3 separate regions of the Hordeum vulgare genome follow, and all the other regions are linked to region 1. A link is a contact called in public Hi-C data. All regions are on one chromosome and are shown on one strand. Each heading gives the region's core, a stretch centred on a gene start, on an enhancer-like site or on the middle of the called end of the contact. The rest is flanking DNA. Distances are from core to core; before and after follow the strand shown. Region 1 holds the start of LOC123413565. Region 2 holds the start of LOC123412213 (oxysterol-binding protein-related protein 4C-like). Region 3 holds the start of LOC123407045 (calcium-transporting ATPase 5, plasma membrane-type-like).

The links. Hi-C and Micro-C count contacts between places; a contact is called where the count stands out from the background.
Region 2: a contact with region 1 is called in a Hi-C map of leaf, with 10 times the contacts expected there. The contact joins the promoter of LOC123412213 here to the promoter of LOC123413565 in region 1. A contact is called at or near these places in 6 of 6 Hi-C or Micro-C datasets (leaf, seedling and an unstated tissue) and 1 of 1 datasets of contacts at active chromatin or transcription factors (embryo).
Region 3: a Hi-C map of leaf shows a contact between it and region 1, with 6 times the contacts expected there. The contact joins the promoter of LOC123407045 here to the promoter of LOC123413565 in region 1. A contact is called at or near these places in 4 of 6 Hi-C or Micro-C datasets (leaf and seedling).

Annotation. Positions count from the first base shown.
Region 1 is chr7H:190,422,190-190,425,816 of MorexV3_pseudomolecules_assembly, forward strand. LOC123413565 reads left to right here and starts at 2,189. Exons shown (of 9, transcript XM_045106496.1): 1 at 2,189-2,485; 2 at 2,957-3,163; 3 at 3,247-3,349; 4 at 3,441-3,520; 5 at 3,609-3,627. The coding sequence starts at 2,300. It overlaps LOC123413566 (EEF1A lysine methyltransferase 4), which reads left to right. Exons shown (of 9, transcript XM_045106499.1): 6 at 30-60; 7 at 144-222; 8 at 345-478; 9 at 572-811. The coding sequence ends at 628.
Region 2 is chr7H:190,116,727-190,120,901 of MorexV3_pseudomolecules_assembly, forward strand. LOC123412213 (oxysterol-binding protein-related protein 4C-like) reads right to left here and starts at 2,547. Exons shown (of 5, transcript XM_045105154.1): 1 at 1,830-2,547; 2 at 588-773. The coding sequence starts at 1,832.
Region 3 is chr7H:190,776,967-190,780,599 of MorexV3_pseudomolecules_assembly, forward strand. It overlaps LOC123407045 (calcium-transporting ATPase 5, plasma membrane-type-like), which reads left to right and starts at 2,216. Exons shown (of 35, transcript XM_045100081.1): 1 at 2,216-2,386; 2 at 2,482-2,729. The coding sequence starts at 2,568. It overlaps LOC123407046 (serrate RNA effector molecule-like), which reads left to right. Exons shown (of 12, transcript XM_045100083.1): 12 at 1-297. The coding sequence ends at 36.

The sequences.
Region 1 (3,627 bases), core at 939-3,438:
ATAAATTTCTTTTTTTTTTCTACCTGCAGAATCCTCAACGATAAGGGGGTCTACATTATGGTAAATGATAGTATTATTAACATGGTAACTCTGTGATATTCTTCTTGTGTGTATAAACTTCTTCGAGTGTCACAATGCTACAGATTACTTATGGGGATCCAAGTTATCGATTGAATCTTCTGAAGGACCTCCAATTTTGGACAGTAAAGCTTCACGTCATAGGTTAGTCGGTTTTGCCACCTGTTCGACTTAACAATGTCCTACTCTTGACCTCTTTGATATTTTCTGAAGCTCTAAATAACAGTGTTATTTGTTTTACGGTTTTACATACACAATCGACATAGCAGATAGGTGGGAGAGAAGTTCCAAAAAGACATGGGATCTGACCGAGCCACTGCCTTTACATGATGACAGTACATCAATTATCAACCTTCTTGGCCCAAAACCTGATGTTCACTATATTTATGTCTGTATAAAGGTTAGCCATCGACAGGATTGTCAAAATCATCCGAACTTGTTTCCTGAACTCTTCATATGACTAGTTATTGAATAGTCTTACATTGTTATGCAGGACAACGACAGTGCAAGAGTGGACTTGAAGACCGAGGTCAATGAAGCAGACAACTGATTGCATATTATAACTTTTTGGATCGTCGTGTATAACCACTGTAGCGAATAATGTAGGGAATATATTTTATAACTCTTAACTGGTGTCGTTGTTGGCAACAATTTGGCAAAATTACAGCTAGGATGTTGCTTTTCCGATCATCGAATTTGGAATAGAAACAGATTTGCTGTTTTCCTGTCTTAAGATTTTGCGCAGAATTTATTTCCGTGTTTGTGGAACATAGGACCTGCTCGCTGTGTGCGAAATCTTAGAGCAAATGATCTAGATTTTCTGCATAAAGTAAAGCCAGAATCTTGTGTGACGGGAAAGTATCTGGGAAAATTTGTGGATGTTCACAACATATGCATAAAAATCCCTAAAAATAATTGAAATCAGTTTTCAGAAGCTATGTTTTTTTTATGTTCACAACATGTGTTTACAATTCCTAAAAAAATAAAAAGAGAAACTTGATTTCTTTTATGGATTGTCCACACATATGTTGCGAACATTCAAATTTTGTTTCTGATTTTTTGTACTTTTGAATTTGATTTTTGTGAGTAGGTAGCACGGTACTGTATTATAAGAGCATCTCCAGCCATCCCCTAACAGGCTCGGCGCAAAAGAATCGCCCAGTCACGTCCTCAAAGCCCAAGTTTAGTTGGTTAGGGTCGAAATTGACGCCTGTGGACCCATGCCGAAGGAAAGGAATTTGAAGCGAAAACAAAGCGCGATAGATTCCTCCTGTGTGGACCCGTCGAGTCAGCGACTGTGCGTCGATGAGAGCCTTCGTTGTCCTCATCGCCTCGGTTCTTGTGCCAGTTGGGTCTCCAAGGTCTCGCGGCGCAGCGATCGCGAGCCGCCGCGCGTCCCGCCCTTTCCCGCCACGCACACATCGCTCCCGCCTTCTCCCCGCTATAAAAGACGGGCCTCGTCGCCGCTCGCCGCACACTCATCATCCCTCGTCTCCTCATCTCTCTTACCTTCAGCGTTGAAAAAACCCCCCGAGGCCATGGCAGAAAGGTTTCAAATTATGTTTTTAGTTCAATTTATACTAATATCAACGGAAACGCTGAATTTCCTTTAAATTTGTGTTGTTTTTGGCCGAATTTAAGCCGAGTTTGATTTAAAAGAAACGACTGTGGCGACCTTGGGGGACGGCTGGAACCCAAGCCCGTGTCGATTTTTCCACCGTCGCACTTCGAGGCGACGCTATTTCAAGCTTTCGGGGCCGAACGGTTGGAGATGCTTTAAGTCTTTAAAGTACCGGATACTTTTTACTTCTAGGACGAGCCTTTGTGGCCATTTTGACAAACCCACATGTAATATTTCTTTATTTTCAGAAAAATAAAGGAACAACTTTTTCACCTTTTTGTAAGCTAAACAACTTTTTGACCTAAGCGTGCGATTTTCTACTGCACCCATCACGATTCAGTTTAGCCGAGGCAAAGGGAAAGTGGAAGAATCCCTCAGGGGAACGGATCCGTCGTCCATCTTCAATCCAACGCCCCCAGATTCGACACGTCTCCCTCTCTTTCCCTCCCCCTCCCTAAAAATCCCTCTCCCCCGTTCTCCAGCCGCCTTCCTTCGGCCCCGCAGCTTTCTCTCTCCTCACCGCCGCGCGTGTGCCCCTCCTTTCTGTCTCCCTCTCTCTCTCCTCCGCGGGCGCTCCCTCACTCTCCTCCCATCCGTCTAATGGAGGCTCTCGCGGGCGCCGCCGCCGCCGCCTCGTCCGCGCTCCTCCCGTCCTTCCCCGCCCACCAGTCTCACTCCCGCGTAGCGCTCCGCGCCCGCCCCTGCGGGCCCCTCCGCGCGGCTTCCGCCGGCGGCGGCGGAGGCAAGGACGACGCCGCCAAGCCGAACGGGACCCCCGTCGTCAAGGTAACGAACAGTGCCTGCACGCTTACGTGATGCGGTGTAAGAAGTGACGAAGATTTTGGTCGGGTGGTGGTTGCTGGGGTATGTTTGTGGTGTGGCAGTGTAGAACATGCTGGGTTTAGGGATTTCTTTCAGATGCGAGGCCCTGGGCCTACCTAGACCTGGGTTGTTCCATTATGTTCTAGGTTTTGAAGCTTGATATCTTTGAAATCGGTCGGGAAGTTTTGTGGATGCCATGAAAGTGAACTTCCTTTAGTACCAAATCAACCTAGAACTTCGGAACGATGAACTAGTTGGGAATCATATCTATGCGTATGGGTTCACAAAGATACTTATTATTTAGCTTCTTGTTGGAATCACAATTAAGGTGATCCTGTATTTATTTTTAACAACTCAGGAGTGAATCAGGTCATTTTCTTTTAGTTTGCCTTTAGTAGGTCACATATCTTTGGTTTGTACTAAATTGCCTGACAGTCGAAGGTTGATCCAAGTCAAAATGGAGCTCTTGGTCCGGTCACAACTGAGAAGTCACGCACGACCTCATCAACCAATACGACTCCTGACTCAAGTGGATCCAGAGCTGGCTTGTTCAGAACCCCTATATCAGGTGGTGTGCAGAGCGCGACTTTTGCCCATGGTTTACCTCCACCGGCTTTGGCTGTTCGCAATTTAATGGAACAGGTAGCTTCTGTTAATTATCTCCTGGCCTTTGGGCTATTTTCTAGCCGGCTGGATGCTTATTCCTGTCTTACTGTGCTCATTAGGCGCGATTTGCTCATCTATGCACTGTCATGTCTGGCATGCATCATCGACGTGCTGGATATCCATTTGGTTCACTTGTTGACTTTGCTAATGACTCAATGGGCCGTAAGATAGCTACTTGGTTACATTTTGGATATAACTTGTACGCTCTGTTTGGCCTCCTTGGGTAATTATTTTGTGTTGATGTCTTGTGCAGACCCTATATTTTCTCTGTCTCCCTTAGCAATCCACACTAGGAACTTGCTCTCTGATCCAAGATGCACACTTGTTGTCCAGGTATGAAGTTTATCAGCATGTCTTACTGGAGTCTAAAGTTTCCTTGCTTGCTAGTAACTGGATAACAGCATCTAGTCCTTCATTACAGGTACCTGGATGGAGTGGAT
Region 2 (4,175 bases), core at 1,297-3,796, 310 kb before region 1:
ACAGAGGGAGTATAATTTTGAAGGACGCTACCAAACTTGCATGAATCAATTTGGGAATTAACCGGTCGATATGGGGTCACAGGAAACAGACTAACCAATTATTAGTAGGACTGATCTCCACATCACCACTAACCCCTAAAAAGCTTAGCCTAGGTTATAAAACAAGAAATCAATGTGATCAGATGAGATGACAAGACTCAATCAATCCAATTTTTCTAAACTCTAAAACGATAGAAACATGTCTAATCCAGCACAGTCCAAGCTTTTGGTTCCCATTTATTTTGTTTCAGATTCTTGCGAATTGATTGAACTTGTTTTTGTTGTTTAGCTGAACCCCACCCACTAGTCCACTCTCCGGTAAACAAATCAACCTGCCCTGATTATACTACTAGTACACTGGCCAGCCGAGCAAAGCCCCCTGAATTATGCCGGATTCAGGGTGCCTCGTGCTCCCAACCTCTGACTAAGTAAACTAGCAAGTGAATTCAAATTTGGCCCTCGAGATGGGAACCTCACATCACATGCATGATTTTGTAGGATCAAGTGAATCACATATGAGAGTGAGCAGCAGTGGTGTTTGTTTTTACCTGGAAGTGTGAGAGATCGGAGCCTGGCCTGACGTTCCCGAAGAGGCTGAGTACCCGCTGCACAAGGTTGGCCGGACGGAGCTCCGCCGCGAGGCCCCCTTCCAGCGACAGCGGCGCGGTGAGCACGGCCGCCGAAGCCCTGGCCGTGGCGGTGGCTGCCGCCGATGCGTCGATCTCCGATTCAACCTGCATTCAATCAACTAATACAGTCAGATACTGACGTATATGAGCTCCAAATATGAAGTTATATAGTGCTAAATACAAATAGTAGTGGCAACCAAGAAACGGGCGATCGGTCGTGGTCGTCGTCGTCGCCCCATGTAGGCTCTTGCTTGTTGCATTCAGATTCAGGTCTCCTTTCCTTGGAGGGGAGGTTCCAAGAAAAGTCGGGTCCAATCGAGTTGACCGATGAACGGGAACGAACCGAAATCAAACCCCGTGTGGGCGTGGCTGTCACTTGTCTCAGGCTGGGAGATGGTTTCCCTCCCTTTCATGTGTCCATGATATGCCGTCGAATATGTAGTAGCTAGGTGTGTGTATGTGCTAGTATATGAATACTGCGTAAATGAAGTCAGGAAAAGGTCAGTGCCGGCTGAAGATTCTGCTGCTGCTCTTGGCCGGCCAACCGAAAGCTGGTGCTATGTGTGTGTGCGTCTGTTGGCGTTGCATTTACACGGGTGTGTACGCTCCCGGTGACGCGGCTAAGAAAGGAGATGGAACGGAAGGGAACTCCGTTTCGTGCCCCTTCCTCTTTCTTCGTCGCAAAGAAAAGGAAAGGTGGCCTCTCCTCTAGCCGTCTGTTACATCACGACCAGACGCACGAGGTCGTCAAAGAAAATCTCAAATCTCACGTCACAGACTTAGCTCGATCGCCCTGTGTTGATTTTGCAGGCGTTTATGACTTTTCTGGTGTGTTTTCCGAAAGGAAAACGGATAATCAGCTTTACCGCCCAGTAATAAGTAGAGTACGTGTGGAATCGCCCAAACAGAAAAGGTAAATGCGGACGGTGGAAATGGCACGGTAGGACAAAAAGGTGAGGACGGCGGGCGGGGCTAGAGGTAAAAGCATCGGCGATATTCGCAACCCTGACGTGGACGCAGGCCACGACCTGACGCCTCAAGCGCCGCCCCAAATCCTCGATCGAGAGAATCTGCTGCTCTCGCCGCCTCCGCCGCCCAGACATGCGTAGTTGCGTATGCCTTCGGCGGTGAAGCGGTCAAGCGTGCAAGAAGAGGACGTACCATGGTTGGCGTGAGCTCCAATCCCCGACGCGAGCTCTCCTTGATTCGACCTCCTCCTCCCTGGCCTGCGGCGATCTTCTCGTTGTCGAGGGAAGTATCTCTTATTGATCCTCCTCCTCCTCCTCCTCTGTATGCTGCGTGGGGCGGGGTGGAATCCTCGATAAGGGCGGGCGGGGAAGAAGCAAGCAAATCGCTGGATTGATCTCCTTCCTTCCTTTCTTTTTTAGCATGCGCGCGTGCCTATTTATACACGCCCTCTCTCTCTCTCTCTCTCTCTCTGTTTCGATGAAGGCCGCGTGTTTCTGGAGCCCGTCGCTGCGGCCGCGCCTTCCTTGAGGTACGGCCTCTATCTGAGCCGATGCGGCGGCCGCGCGGGGTGACGTCGGCCTCTCCGTGTCTCGGTGGTTGGGTGCGTGTGAACGCTAACCCATTCTCGGGCACAGGCCAAAACGATTCCTCCTTTCCGGGCCAGTGCAAGCCGCGAGGACGCGCGCGCCACTGTCCCCTCCATATTATCGATGCCTCGTTAATGCAGAGAGAAAACATGTTGGAGAGAGTTTAGAAAAAAAAAACAATTAAGTAGTACTAGTTGAAAAGGCAACCTGCCCTCACAAAAATAATTGTATGCTTACATTTTTCCGGCTCCTCCAAAGGTTCGGCAAAGGCTGGATTATTTCTGATCCAGATTCTTTTGACGATTGGACAGGAGAAAATGAAAAAAAAAATAGACACGTTGAATGAAGCGTGGTTTAATGTGCCCCACGGTGGGCGCAAAAAAAAAAAAAAAGAGGAATGAAGCGTGGTTTGTAGACTGAAATACCAATGAGGCTTATGTGTTCATTACCTTTAGATGAAGAATTATGCCTTGCTTAGTAAGTAAGTACTCCGTTCCTAAATATAAGTGTTTTTAGAGGTTTCACTAATAGAGTATATACGGATGTATATGGACATAATCTAGAGTATACATTCAATCATTTTGCTACGTATGTGGACCCCTAGTGAAATCGTTTAAAAGACTTATATTTAGAAACGGAGGGAGTAGTTATACAAACAACTTAGAGCAACTCCAACGGACCGATTCAAACGGACGGCGATTTCGTACGCTTTTTATTCGTTTGAGTCGGTCACGCCGACACGAACATCCGCTTTCGTAAATTGGTCGGCGCGTGCGCCCAACGCTGGACGGACCCATATTTACCGGCGTGCGATTTTTTTTACATAAATGCATAATTAAACATTAAAAACAGGCCACGAAGACGGCGAGAGTCCACGCGTCCGCATTACATTAATTAAACATAAAAAAAACTAAAACTACGAGGGCCGCCCTAGGAGGCGTCGTCGTCATCATCGGGGCCGATGAGGTCGACCAACGTAGGCGCAGGGCCGGCCCAAGGGAACGTCGTGTTCCAGAGCGCAGTTGTCTGCGTCTCCATCGTGTGTCCTCCGCCTCCGCCTCTCGTCGTTCCTCCTCCGCCTCCTTCTCCACCTTCATGAGCCAAAGGCCTTCGGCGTGCTGCGCCCTCCATTGCTCGAGGTACGCTTGCTCCTGTTGCGATGTCGCGCCCAGCCAGATGGGCGGCACAGTGACGAACTCCTAGACGATGCCGGTCCACTGGTAGAACTCCCGCAGCTCCGTGGGCTCGGGCTTCGGTGGAGGTGGCACGACGCAGTCGCCGGCGGCCGACAGCGCGATGGCCTCCGCGAGTTGCTGCTGGTACGCCACCTCCTCGTCGGCCCTGCGCCGCGCTTCCTCCTTGCTGTCGCGGAGAACAACAGCGAGCGCCGCCTGGTAGGCGGCCTCAGCCTCCTGGTCCTCGTCGCTGACGACAGGCGGGGACGACGGAGGGCCTCCTGGCTGCACTTCGCGCACGTCACGACGACACTGCTTCCCGTGCTCCATCGCGAACCACACCTCCCAGTTAGGGGAGTCGGCCGCGTACGTAGGGTCTCGCCGCTGCTCCGCCATCAGCACATGCCGATGGCGGCTCATCTCCTCCGCATGCACCCACGCCGACCGCGGCACAGCCGGCACCGAAATCCTCTCCGGATCCAGATGCCAGCCGCGGACAACGTGACATCGGGGGTAAGGAAGCGGCACGCGGTGCTCCCAGTGCCACCGCGCTTGGTGCACCGAGACGCTCACGCGCTGGCGAGGCCAATGGGAGGACGCCGACGGGGAGATGGCGCGGGGGGTAGAGCGGGGTCTTGCCCTTGTTTGGGAAGCCACCGGCCATGGTGTGCTAGGGTTTTGGTCGTCGAGGAGGTGGCTGGATGTGGACGGGCGAGGTTCTGGAAGCAGATGGCGGAACCCACCGCACGCTCGGATTATAAAAGGCCGGCCGCGGT
Region 3 (3,633 bases), core at 966-3,465, 350 kb after region 1:
GATGAAGTGACCGTTTTGGACTACCGGAGCCTGTAGGCGTGTGCTGTACGACCTTTTAATCTTTGAAACCGTGGAAGATACCACCACCGCAAAGGGACCTTGCTGATATCTAGTAGTTTCACGGTGGTGGAGTAACATGCGGACGGTGTATTTCCAACAGAATTTTTTATCTTTTCAAAATTCCTACCACCTAGAGTAGAGGTCTTCTGCTGCCGTATCCAGAATTCAAGACCAAATATTCCTCACTGTGTATGCAATCTGTAATTTATATACAGGCAAACGGTTGGTAGATGGAAACCCTGATCGGTCAAAACTGCTCAGAAGTTGTGTTTCCTGGAACTCCGGACCGTTCCAGTGTGTACGTTTTGGCCTGATCTGGAAAACCATGTGCAGATCTCCGGACCTGCGTGAAAGCGCCCAGCTAGCTAAATGGCTTGTGCAGGCTCGTCCAGATCCGGCACGAATCGGTTCGTCCTTGTCAATCGACGGAACGAGCAATGGTGCTATCTGAGAGGAGTGCCGTGTAGCATAAATGTTGATGTCGAGAAAAAGAAACCAGAAAAAAAGTCTTATCTTAATTAAGAGATGACTTTTTTCTTTTCTTTTTTAGATTAATTAAGAGATGACCTTTTAGCAACCATGTCTTACCGTATATCTAAGGATATACTCTCTCCGTCCGGAAATACTTGTCCTAGAAATGGATGTATCTAGACTTATTTTAATTATAGATACATCTATTTTATTTATTTTTTAGGACAAGTATTTTCGGACGGAGGGAGTACTTAGTTACGAGAGATAAGACTTAAGAAATAATCTATTGTATAAAACTTCATTCGTCTCATAATATAAAAATATTTTTCACATTATATTTTTATTGTCTTCTTTAGATTAATTGAAGGGTTTAAGTGACAATGTTTTGGCTTATCAATGATATCATTGTGCATGCCCTCAATTGTTTTGAGGTGCTGGGATTGTTTAAAGAGTGGTCAAGGCCTTGTACAATGCTAGGTGTTTAGAAAAATAAATCAGTTTTTTCTGAAGCATCGGTGTCTATTTCTAAAAACCCTGCCTAACTAAACGTCTACCCATATAAATAAGCACAGGTGTTTAGAAAATTGATTTATTTCTTTAAGCACTTTTCCTAAGCACATTGCATTGTATCAGGCCTAAGCAATGTGGACTGCCCCGTATGCCACAGAAAACGAGTGATGCGGACTTCGTACGAACAAACAATAAAACGAGTGATGCGGACTTCGTCCGAACAAACAATACAGTGTCAGTGTCCTACTCTCTGTGCTTACCAGCCCCCCCGTCTCTATTGTTGACCGGCAATGGATCTATCCGGGAAAGGGCAACCAATTCCACGTTTCCGCCGGCCAACTCTCCTGTTGGAATTTGCCTCAAAAAAAAAAAAAAACTCTCCTGTTGGAAGGTGACAAGCAGCCCGTGACCCACGCTGGCCACTTGACCCCAGATCCATCGTATCCCGCGGCATGTTTCGTTTGTGAGCGCCCTAGTGGCCAACTAGTAGAGTAGTGTGGCGACTATTCATGGAGCTTAAAAGAACAACTCAACAGCATATCTCTTTTGAGTTAAAATCTACTGCTCCCTCCGGTGTTGTCTGTTTCCGGTTCAAGTCTATTTTGAACTCAGAACAAATCTCATTAGTAACCAAGATACAAAACCATCTCAAGAGTCAATACAATACAAAATCATGTCAAAGAGGCCAAGTATCAATATTTATGCCACTCAAAGACGTACTAGTAGAACACAAGAGGCAACAATCATCTCTAACTTTTCCCTTTGACTGAAAAACACACACGCACACACACCGCAACGACGGCATGAAACTATCACATCTTTCCTTATCACGCTCACGTGTCAGGCAAGTTCTTGACACGCACGCTGTACGTCGCATCCCGGCCGTCTATCGGCTCGATCCAACGGCTCCCAGTGGCCCCTCCCATTCCCATTTCAAACCGGCCGGCCCACGCCCCGCCGCGCCCGCGCCAAACCCCCCCTTCCTCCTCCGATCCGAGCCTCCCGCGCCGAGCCGCGACTCCCACTGACAGGCGGGCTCCCACCACGTTGCCCCGCCCGGCCGGTACGAGCTCGGCCGCTCCGATGCTTCAGCCGGGCCCACGTGGCAGCGAGGGAGGGGGCTGGCGGGGCGGCCGCAGCTTCGTGGAAGCTTCCCCCGAACAATCTCCTCGAGAACGAGTCCCCATTCGCGACCGAAATCCGGGGCGCAGAGAGAGAAAAAACAAAACAAATCACCAAGCTCCGCCGCGCACACACACACACGCACCGCACCCACAGTGGCGAAGCCGCAACGCAGCTGCTGAGCCCGTGGAACCTTCTAGAACCTTGGCGGCTGGCGCGGGAGGTGAGGCCAGTGATCCCTGAGGCGGCGCGGCGCTCTATCGATCCCGTGGCGATTTGGTTGTCTGAGCGAGTGATCTTGTGTGTGTTTGTCTGCAGGTGCAGGGTGGGCGGCGGGGGTTTCTGGTCGTCGTTGTCATCTCTCCTGCGAGCGCTGCTGCGGACGCAGCGGCTGACTGGTGGGCATGGCGCTCGGGAGCTCGCCGACGCCGCCGGAGATCCGCTCGCCGGAGCGGGACAGGCCGGAGGGTGCGGCGGGCGCGGAGGGGGAGGAGGAGGAGGAGTTCGGCGACGCCTTCGATATACCCCATAAGAACGCATCCCACGACAGCTTGCTCCGATGGAGGGTACGGGATCCTTCCTCACCTTACCCTTTCCCGTCAGACTGTGATCTAGGCCGGACTCTGCTGGTTAGCAAAATGCCCAAATTATCGCCATTCTGGTGTTGATTCCGTCCTGGCCGGAACTGGGACGTGCTGATTCTGCGCAGGAAGAAAAGGGGGTACAAGAGGAACAATCAAACACTAATGCTTTTTGGTCTAGTGGATACACTGCGCTGAGGTTTACTGACATGTCATTGACCCCATGATTTACATATTACGTTCATTTTTTGTCCGCGTTTCCTGTAAGTCAAGGCATTGGAGTCTGTTTGGTGACACTACCTTTTTTTACTGCCGTGCACATGCACAGAGCGGCAAACAACTTCTCATAAAACTGAAAACACAAGCTGAAACCAGAGGTCTGTCATCCATTCATCCAAAGAATACTAGTTTTTGTGGTATTCACAGGTTTGGGTAGTTCATGTATCCTTCATGTATAGGGGGACATCACAAAAGGAAGCAAACAGTAACACTTGTACTACAGCTATAAAACCACACTTATACTACAACTAACCAGGTTTTGTTAGACGGCATATAACCTACTTTTGTCCTGCTGGAAGAGAAGTTGTAAATCTAGGGCTTCTCTTTCCCTCCCCTATCCCTTGGGGGCTAGCGTAAACTCTCCTCTCCAGGCTTTGCTGGCAAGCCCGTGTATCTGCCTCCCCTTTGCTCGCCGCTCCGGCAGCCGGTGGCGGGGAGTGGAATCCCGGCCTCCATTCCGGTTAGTAATTTAGGTTAGGGTTTTTAGTCCTCGCAGGTGCGGCTCTCAGGCGGGTGGCGACGACGCTTCTTCTTGGAGTTTATCTTCCGGGCTCCGATCCTCCTCAAGTTCCTCAATCTGGACGTAGTCGATGGAGCTCCGGTATAGATT